2 separate regions of the Mus musculus genome follow, and region 1 is linked to region 2. A link is a contact called in public promoter capture Hi-C data. All regions are on one chromosome and are shown on one strand. Each heading gives the region's core, a stretch centred on a gene start, on an enhancer-like site or on the middle of the called end of the contact. The rest is flanking DNA. Distances are from core to core; before and after follow the strand shown. Region 1 holds the start of Olfr433 (olfactory receptor 433). Region 2 holds the start of Ifi211 (interferon activated gene 211).

Region 1 (4,626 bases), core at 2,004-4,503, 130 kb before region 2:
AGTATGCTGCATAACACCCCACAATGTGAGATATGTGTAAAGCCAAGCAATCTCTAATAAATAAATCCCTATTGCAGAAATGAGGGGTAAATGTTGGATAATAATCACTATGTATGTAGTTCTTTAGGTCCTATTAATATACCCACTTAACAGATTAAGAAAATTGAGGCACAGAGATTTTAATTACATCGTGTAAGTTCATAAATCAAGTAAATATTTGAATTAAGGTTTGACCCCATGAAGAAAATCTCCAACCTCTTTTCTAATTATGACTGTGCAGTAATAAGGTCCATTTATTTACTGAACATTCATTCTTTATTGGAATTTTTAAGTATTCTGTTGCATATATTTTAAGAATAAGTGAGGTCAGAAAGCTGATTTTCTCTCAGTAAGTAGAAAAAAAATAAAAAAGAACAGGGAATTTGACCAATACATTGCCTTTTGTCAAATACTCGGAACATGCTCTGCTGGGCCTGTGTCATAGTTCACATTGTGATTTTGAAAGTGTTGCAATACTAGAATCGAAATGTCTTCAGGTAGAAGGAATTTGAGAAGCAATTCCTGCCAGCCACTCAGTTTTAACACATAGATGAGGCAAGGTCAGCCTGACATCTGGATAACATCTGGGTTGGTTCTGGTTCTTGAAGGCAATTCCAGTAATCTTTCTAATTTTTTTGTAAACAGATTGCAAAAACATTCTCCAGTCAGGGGAACAGATATTCTAAAGGTTTTAAAGTTTATTTCAGGATATATGCTTGTAAGGTTGTTGTTCAAGCTTCATGTAGACTAAAGGAGTATATTTTAAGTTTACGGTCAGCCAGTTGTATGCAGCATATTTCAAATGAAGTTCGGATACAGCCTCTATTAAATTCATACACTATAACCACACAGCACACCACATATATATCATATACAATCCACATATACACATACTACATGCCACACATAAACACTACACACCAAATACCACACACACACACACACACACACACACACACACACACACACACACACACACACACCCCACATGCAGCACACATAAACATAACTGTGTATACATAAAAGCAATAATGACCAATCCTGATGTGGGGAGCATTAAAAATTGTAAATGTTTTTATTTTTGTAGTGGGACTACATAAGAATGAGAAAAGTAACATATTTCTCCCAGTTCCTAGACTCTGCCAAGGTTTTAATTCTGTCATTCCAAGTACCAGACAATCTCTGAGTGTGTATCTGGTGATTCAGAATTCACAAATCTCTAAACCTTAGAGGTTAAAGGGAACAGCATTGTCATGCACTGAGCAGACAATGGGGCCTGACACTGCAGATTTGTGTGGCATTTCCCTTCCCTCTGGAGCCTGAGATTTTTTTTCTGCTCCTGTGAAATATAGCTTCAAATCCATTCTATGAATAAAAGACTCCATGATCGTGGAAGATCTCAGACAACACCCTCAACTCTGCTACCCTTGTCCTTGAAGACACTAGGTTTGCAGTTCTAGACTCTAGCCATGCACCCTAAGAGTTATGTGATTCAGAACTGGTTTCTGGAAGATGATTCAAGATTACAAGTCTCTATCAGCTGGGAGCTGTTGGCTCTACATGAAACTCCACACATGCTGTCAATGGGTACTTTCTGTCACCCATGTTTTTTTTTTTTTTTGTCTTTTAAACTGTCTGTTGGGATCATGTGTTGAGGTCAGATGTTGCTGCTAGCTTTCGGTGGCCTTTTCATTTCAAGGCTGCAATGACTGTTTACCTTATCGCCCACACTTTTATGATGTATAAATTGTGAGCCATCAGATACCCACACGGGGGTGGTCTGATGATTAAAAAACAGAACCAAAACTTTGGCAGACCAGGTACAAGGCAGATAGACAGATAGATTAGACAGATAGATAGATAGGTTAGATAGATAGATAGATAGATAGATAGATAGATAGATAGATAGATAGATAGATAGATAGATTAGATAGATAGATAGATAGATAGATAGACAGACAGATAGATAATTATCAAAGTCACAAATACAATTCAAATATTTCTATATGCCAGTTTTTAATCTTCCATGGATTTCTTCATTGTCATGTTGAAAATGATTCAGAAAAAAATGCCTTTTGCTCATTCTGCTCTACCTCTGATTGATCTGTCTAAAAGACTGAACATATGCAGCATAGTAAGTGCTAAACTCAGTGGTACACTTATTGGCATTTATTTTGATTCTGCAAAATGATTCACAAGCCATTTGAGTGTTGCATTTACCCTGAATGTGGGTAATGTCAAAAGAGATAATTAGGTGTCTCTCAACAAAGTTCTGATCTTTTCACTGACCCTCTTCACGGCTTCCTTCACCTCTTTGTTGCGAAGGGAATAGATGATAGGGTTGAGGAATGGAGTTAGGAGGGCATACACTAAGGCAATAAGTTTGTCAGTGCCCTCAGGTCTGCTCTGAGGTGAACCCACATACACAGTAAAAGCAGAAGCATAGAACAGTGCAACCACTGTCATATGGGAGGAGCATGTGGAGAAGGCTTTGGCTCGACTGGCAGCTGAAGGCAGCTTCAGGACAGCTGTCAGAATACCCCCATAGAGTCCCAAGATGAGGACAAAATTGCATCCAGTGGCCACACCAATCACTGCCCCGTGAACCCGAGCATGCCACCTTGTGCTCACACATGCCAACCGCATTAGTGGTGCCAGGTCACAAAAGTAATGGGCTATTTCTTTCAAGCAATACGGTAAACTGGCAGTGAGACATGCAGGCACCAGGGCAGCTGAAAAGCCAGCTACCCAAGTGGCACCTGCAAGCCATAGCTGTACCTGCCTGCTCATGAGTGCATGGTAGTGCAGTGGACGACAGATAGCAAGGTAGCGGTCCAGAGCCATGACACCTAACAGGTAGCACTCGGTCATGCCCAAGGAGTGAAAGACATACAGCTGGACGAAGCATGCAGACGAGGGGATGGGTGAATGCCCATGGAGCAGGGTGTGCAGCAAGGTGGGCACTGTGGTGCTGACATACCAGAGTTCCAGGAAGGAGAGGACACTGATAAAGAAGTACATGGGAGTGGACAGCCCTGAATCTGCCTGAACCAAGACAATGATGAACAAGTTCCCTGCCAGTGTGAGGAGATAGATGCACAGGGTCCCCAGGAAGGCAAGAGGTCGGAGGGCACCAGAGGTAGTGAAACCAGCAAGGATGAAGGTCCGTGTCCAGGTGTAGTTGACATGATCCATGGTTCCAAGGAGGAGGTGGAGTTAAGGTCCAAGATTAACTACGTCAGGATCTTCCATCTCTTTGTGAAATACTCCTAGAGTCAAGAGCAGCAACTCTGAGTACATGGCTGAGGTTGGACATAATCTAATTAAATCCCTATGTTGTGATACTGGAGCTGCAGCCCCCTCCCATCCCCATCAATGTGAAATGATTGGTTTCAACATCAGTAGGTGGCTGGGCTAGAACTAGAAATGAAGACACCTGGTTTATTCTTCTGAGTGTTCTACTCCTGATCTCTTGAGTGTCCACCAACACAGTTCTCCCCTATCCCACTCTCAATAAAAGGAAATGGAACCTTTCTACTGTAATCTCTCCTATGACCTATATGTTTCTTGGGGACTCTGTGCATCTATTTTAGAATAATAAAATAACTAGAAGTGTTGGTCTGTTCTAAAGGAAGGCTTGATGTCTACAGAAAGTTATAGTGACTTTTTTCAGGAAGTCTTATACTTCATTGACTATTCTGGTAGGGAAAGATTAAGTGATCTATGCCTGACAATGATGCAGACACTCTAAGATTAATCCCTAAAATATAATGCCCATGAAATGTAATGGTTATTCACTTCCAGGCCCATCATATACAATGATTATTCAATTCTAGACCCATCATATACAATGATTATTCACTACCAGGCCCATGATATGCCCTGATTATTCCCTATCAGTCCTATGATCTCCTATGAGTATTTACTATCAGTCCCACAATCTTCTATGAGTGTTCACTCTCAGGCTCACGATATCTACTGATTGTTCACCCAACATTCATACCGTACCTTCTAAAAGTTGAGCTTCATGAGAGACAGATGACATGAATTTTCAAAGAAGAAAAGTGTGAGTCAGAATCCCCAGGCAGAAAAGAAACTTTGCAGTAGCTGTGAATTGGCTGCATGCCCTTGCTCTGACACACCCCAGCTGTACACTCTGAACTAGGGGATTTTTTTTTTTTACTTAACCAACTTCCTGTTTCCTAAAATGAAGAAGAAGAACAAGATTTGGCAGTTGGTTTCTGAAACTGTTATGAGTTCTGATCTCCCTAGGATATTGGGAAATGATTGTGAGTTTTGTGGTTGGGTTTTCCTTCCATAACCTGAGGCTACTCACTAGGAAAGATCAAAATCAAAACTCTTGCCTTATTCTCTTCTGGTAATCTCCTACACTCTACCACCGTCATCTATCACCTGACCATTTGGTGGCATTAGCATCCGTGTCATCCCCCTAATGGCAATTCCGATCTCTATCTACTTATATGAAACGGTCCTGGAAAGGCTGCTTTCCCAGAGGCCCCTCGTTGGGTGTTCCCTGGAGCTGTGAGTATGATGAGCTCTCAGAATCCCTCTGGAGCAAGAAGTTGG
Region 2 (5,031 bases), core at 1,921-4,420:
ATGCATATATGCACATACATATATATGCATATATATAAAACACAATCTACAGAGAAAGAAAACATCTCATGATAAAAACAATTTTTTAGCAATTTCCCTTTACTAATCCAGATCTATAGAAGACACTACAAAACTTCAAAAGTGTTAATATGAAAGGTTAAGATACCCAAGAGTACACAAAAAATAAATATCCAAGAACAGTTCATCAAAAGAGGGACAATCTACTATAACAAAATATTTAATAAATAATTAATTAAGGAATTAATAAATACTGTTCAGTAATTACATTCAATACTAATTTTCTCAATTCTTCCAATAAAAAGGTATTTACTAACTGATTAGTTTAGAAATCAGGATCTATCTGCTGTATTAAATAACAACATACTCTACCATCCAAGACTGTACTATAAATTTAGGGTGGAAAATGGAAAATGGTGTTCTACATAAATGGAACCAAGATGCAATCAGGGTATAAAAGCTATTTTAATACTTAATAAAACAGACTTTGTGTCAAAACTAAACAAAAGTGAAAAAGAAGAACACTGTATAAGCATTAAAGGAAATCATACCAAGAAAATTTTGTCTTAACATTTATGCACCAGATATAATGGTATTAAATTTTACAAAAGAAACATTACTATAGCTAAAATTATATATTGAGCCTAGCATAGTGGGTGACTTCAATATACAACTCTCACCAATAAACAAGTCATCCAGACAAAAATGAAGAGAAAATTTTGGAGTAAAGTAAGATCATCAATCAAATAGACCTAACAGGTATCTACAGAAAATGTTATCTAAACATTAAATATACTTCTTTCTTAGAAATCCATGAAACTTCCTTCAAAATTTACCACATCTTAGGGCATAAAGCAAGTATTACCAGATGTTGAAAACTTGAAATAACACCCTGCATTTAATGAGGCCCCCAGCGATTAAAACTGCAAGTCAACAATAGAAACAACAGCAAGTATACAAATCCATGTTTGGGGGTAAGTCTTGGACAGTATGTATTCAGATGCTGATTTCTATGCCTAGACATCTGTCTACAGTCCAGTTGATGGCAAGGTCTGACACTATTACTGAGGCTGTGGAGCTCTCACAAGTAGGGACCGATTATGACTGCCCTCCGAAGGACCCAACCAGCAGCTGAAAAAGTCAGCTGCAGGTACTTCCACCCACCCAATGGACAGAAGCTGCTGACCCATGGGGTTGTATCAGGGAAAAGATGAAAGAAGCTGGGGAGGAGGGCCACCCTGTAGGTGGACCAGCAGTCTCATTTAACCTGGACCCATGAGATCTCTCAGACACTGGAACGCCAACCAAGTAACATACACCAGCTGATATGAGGCTCCCAACACATATCCAGTAAAAGACTGACAGATCTGTATTCAGTCTGAGAAGATCCACCTAACTATCAAGAAACTGAAGGCCACAGGGAATGGGGAGGTCTAGGAGAGGTGAGGGATAGGGTTGGGGACATACTTGTGGAGACAGGGTGGCAGGAAGTAGGTATGGAGTGGGGAACAATCAGAGGGTGAACCAGGGGCCGGGTGGGGGATAAAATATGGAGTGTAAAAAGAGAAGATTAAATAAAATTTTAAAAAGAGAGAAAATAGAGTGTTAGAAGTGGGGTAGTCATACAGTGGTCAGTGTGATGAAAAGGCAGCTGAAGAAATCCAGACAGTATCTCCAGCTGACATAGAGCTGTCAGAGATAAAGACAAGTATGGCTATGAAGAGCTGAAAACTGAGGTACTATTGACTGACAACCAGGAGCATTGCAGACAGCTGCAAATCCTTAAGGGCCAAGAACTATAACACCTCAGCTGTGACACCAGCCACTCTCGAGGTCCCAGGGTCACAAAGGCACTGTCTGTTTGAAACTGTCTTTCATCTGCTGCTTTCAGAAGTTCATTATGAAAACTTCCAAGTACCTTGTTGGCAGTTGGTGGTTAAATCCCAGAACCACAAGCTGTTGGGAACTAAAAAGGGGGCCCAGGGGAAGAGAAAACCCACACCCCACCAGAATTTTACCTATTCTCTGGTCTGTCAGGTGTGGGAGAGCTGCCATACACTTTCCACTCAGCCCTGGGTGGGCATTCAAGCCTCTGACCCACTCTTCAGGGGGTGGCCAAGGGTCAGCCCTACCTGGGATCCCTTGAGCTACTTTGCTAAAGCCACCATGGTTATAGGAGAGAAGGATGGCAGAAGAGAGGTTCCCAAAACTTGCGAGAGTGAGGGTAGCAGATTTTGATGAGCAGAGACTCTATGGTTTTAGAGCTTTATTATAGAAATGCAGGGGTATAAGAGAGAAGCTAGAAAAAGAGAGAGAGAGGAGGGAGAGAGAGAAAAGGGAGGGAGGGAGAGGGAGAGAGAGAGAGAAGGCTAGAGAGAAAGAGTAAGAGAGAGAGAAGAGAGGAGAAGACAAAGAGAAAGGAAAGAGGAGAGAAGAGTGAGAGTTAAGAGAACAAAGGAGTAAGAGAAGAGACAAGTAAGATAGCAAACAGAAGCTGAACAGCCCTTTTTATGGTCTTTACTGTTGCTAGGTAACTGGGGAGGAGTTTAGCCTGAAGGTCAGAAGCTTGGGCCATTGCCTACATGACTTCTACCCATGCTTCTCTTGTGGGGTCTGTGGGGGGAGGTAACTTAGGCAGGAGCCAGAGTTCCAGCAGCATAAGGGAATGCCTACTGTGTCATGTAGCTGAATTATCACCCTTTGGAGTTCAGACCTCAGCTCAACTGGAGACCAGCCTGTCTGTGCAAGACCTCAAAACCACAATTCTCTGGCTTCCAAAGGGCTTGATACTTGTAAACCCTGAGTGTATTAGACTCTTCCCTGGGCCTTGAGTACTTTACTACAATAAAAACTCCACCTTAGCTGTCCAGGACTCCTATCTAAGTAGAGCAGAACCCTGGTCAGCTAGTTTTAACACCTTGATCTGGTTGTACCATGTATGTGAATTTTGTGTCTAGTGGCTAGTGTACATCCGTTTGCTACAAAAGTTGTAAGGTTAGGACTTTCTTATTTAGTGAGATTCATCAGAAAAGAATGTGAGCCTGACTAAGCTGTGATTTTTTTTTCATAGTGACCACAGTATTTACAGGAAGTTAAGATGTTTCCAAAGCCAGGGAAATTGAAAGCTATGAACGAAACTGGGAGTAGGCCTGGCTATTTCAGCACTCCTCACCCGAGGGAGACAGCACAGGGAGAGACAGCCAGTGCTGCTCAAGAAATGAAACAACTCTGAGAGTTTTGTAATCACTACCCTCTTCCTTTACACCCAACTGTTCAGTTTCTCATTTACTGACTTATCTGCCTACCTACTCAAGCCAAGCAGGCCACTTCTTGACCCGGTGAAGGTCTCAGGATCTGTACATCACTGCAGAAATATCCAGGAAGGTGAGTTCTGTTTGTTTCTTAAACATGTGATCAGATCTATCTGTGAAATATAAAGGACCATAGAAAAAAATCAGTGTTGAATGGTGGAGGACCAAGGCTGGTGCCAGCTTCACTCACAGCATTAAACCTGCTGTAGCTGGTTTCCGATGCTTCACTAGGAAGACAGCCGATGACAGAATAAAGATGCCTCCTCTATTCCTATGAGTTTTCATGAGTTAGTGTTTATCACTGTTCTTCATTTATCTTCACTAGAGAAGACATGGGAGTAAGGTGTTTGTGGTGAAGGACTGTGTAAAAGACAAGACAGAAACAAAAAATATTGATAACTAAAATCATGTTAAATGAAAACCACACTTTCCAGTTTTGTGAATATACAAAACTGAGATTCATATACAACTTGATAACTCACATTAGCCTGTAGAGAAAAATGTCCCACTTTTGTTAATACAGTTATTTAAATAGATTGTGGACATTTTTATGTTTAGCTCTCCTCTTAGCTCCCTTCTGTATCAGATGTTAGAGACAATATTTGTCATACTCTCCTCTTCATGCCATGCTGGAGGTGAATACTCATGAGGAAAGTTAAACTTGTTCACTGTTACTAATTTCTTCTGTAATTTTTCTAATTTTTTATCCTGTTTTGCCTAAATTTTAGTAGTTGAGATATGCATAAAATTTAAACCATAGTCATAGACAATATCATACCTGTTTAAATATATATTATTGCTTGTTAATGGTTCTGTTTAAAGAATAATTTCATTATCCAAGCCTGGTTTCCGATAACTTGGCACATAGCTGAGGCCAGCCTCAAACTTACAGTCCTCTGGCCTCTGCCTCAGCTTCTGTCTTTCCCTCAGACTCTGGCGCCTTGAATCATAGACACCCACTGCCATGACCCTCTTAAATGTCTACAATTAATTTTGTATTTTACTACATAGTACTATTTAATGTCCTGGGAGTAATGTTGTAAAACTAAAATTTGTTATTATTTGGTAATTATATAATTAAAATTGTTTCACTTTTCTTGGGTTGAAATCTTTCATTGTTAAGTAGTGAGCCTCCAGGCTTTATGATGTTTCTTGGATGGTCCTTACCTATATTAGCAGAGAATTTTGGTGTCTTTAAATTGCTCTTTCAGCATCAAATTTTTCTACTATGTTTAAATCCATCAAATAGTATTTTGTCAGCAATTCGAAGGTATTGTATTTTTCTAAACCACTTTAAAAATTGTATCATTTTGTGCTTTTGTTTTGTTTTGATCTATTTTGTTTTTGTTCTTTAGACAAGGTCCCACTATGTAGCATTGATTGGCTTAGAAATGACTATGTAGTCCAGGATGGCCTCAAATTCAGAGATTTCTGCCAATCCCTGCCTTCTAAATGCTGTATACTTTTACATTTTTAGTTTAAATGACTTAATAATTTTTCTAGCTTAAAGATTTTATATGGCACATTATAAAGCCAATTTGTACTTATAATGTGTAGTAGTCTAGTCCAAGTAACAAACATTTCCTTGTCTTCAACAATCAATAGTTGTATGTGTTAGGATTTCCTATTTTGGGATGAGACGTGTGCTGAGTTTTGATGTCCTTTACTGAACATCTTCATTTTTCCAGTGCTGCTGCCTCTT

The links. Promoter capture Hi-C pulls out the DNA fragments that hold promoters and counts their contacts.
Region 1: a contact with region 2 is called in a promoter capture Hi-C map of macrophages, with 7 read pairs. The contact joins the promoter of Olfr433 here to the promoter of Ifi211 in region 2. A contact is called at or near these places in 1 of 39 promoter capture datasets (macrophages), 2 of 15 datasets of contacts at CTCF or cohesin (CD8 T cells and the NIH/3T3 cell line), 2 of 115 datasets of contacts at active chromatin or transcription factors (CD8 T cells and bone marrow-derived macrophages) and 2 of 9 other capture datasets (adipose tissue and liver).

Annotation. Positions count from the first base shown.
Region 1 is chr1:174,040,560-174,045,185 of GRCm38.p6, reverse strand. Olfr433 (olfactory receptor 433) reads right to left here and starts at 3,253. Exons shown (of 1, transcript NM_146717.2): 1 at 2,250-3,253. The coding sequence starts at 3,234. The coding sequence ends at 2,290.
Region 2 is chr1:173,911,185-173,916,215 of GRCm38.p6, reverse strand. It overlaps Ifi211 (interferon activated gene 211), which reads left to right and starts at 3,170. Exons shown (of 7, transcript NM_001033450.4): 1 at 3,170-3,402.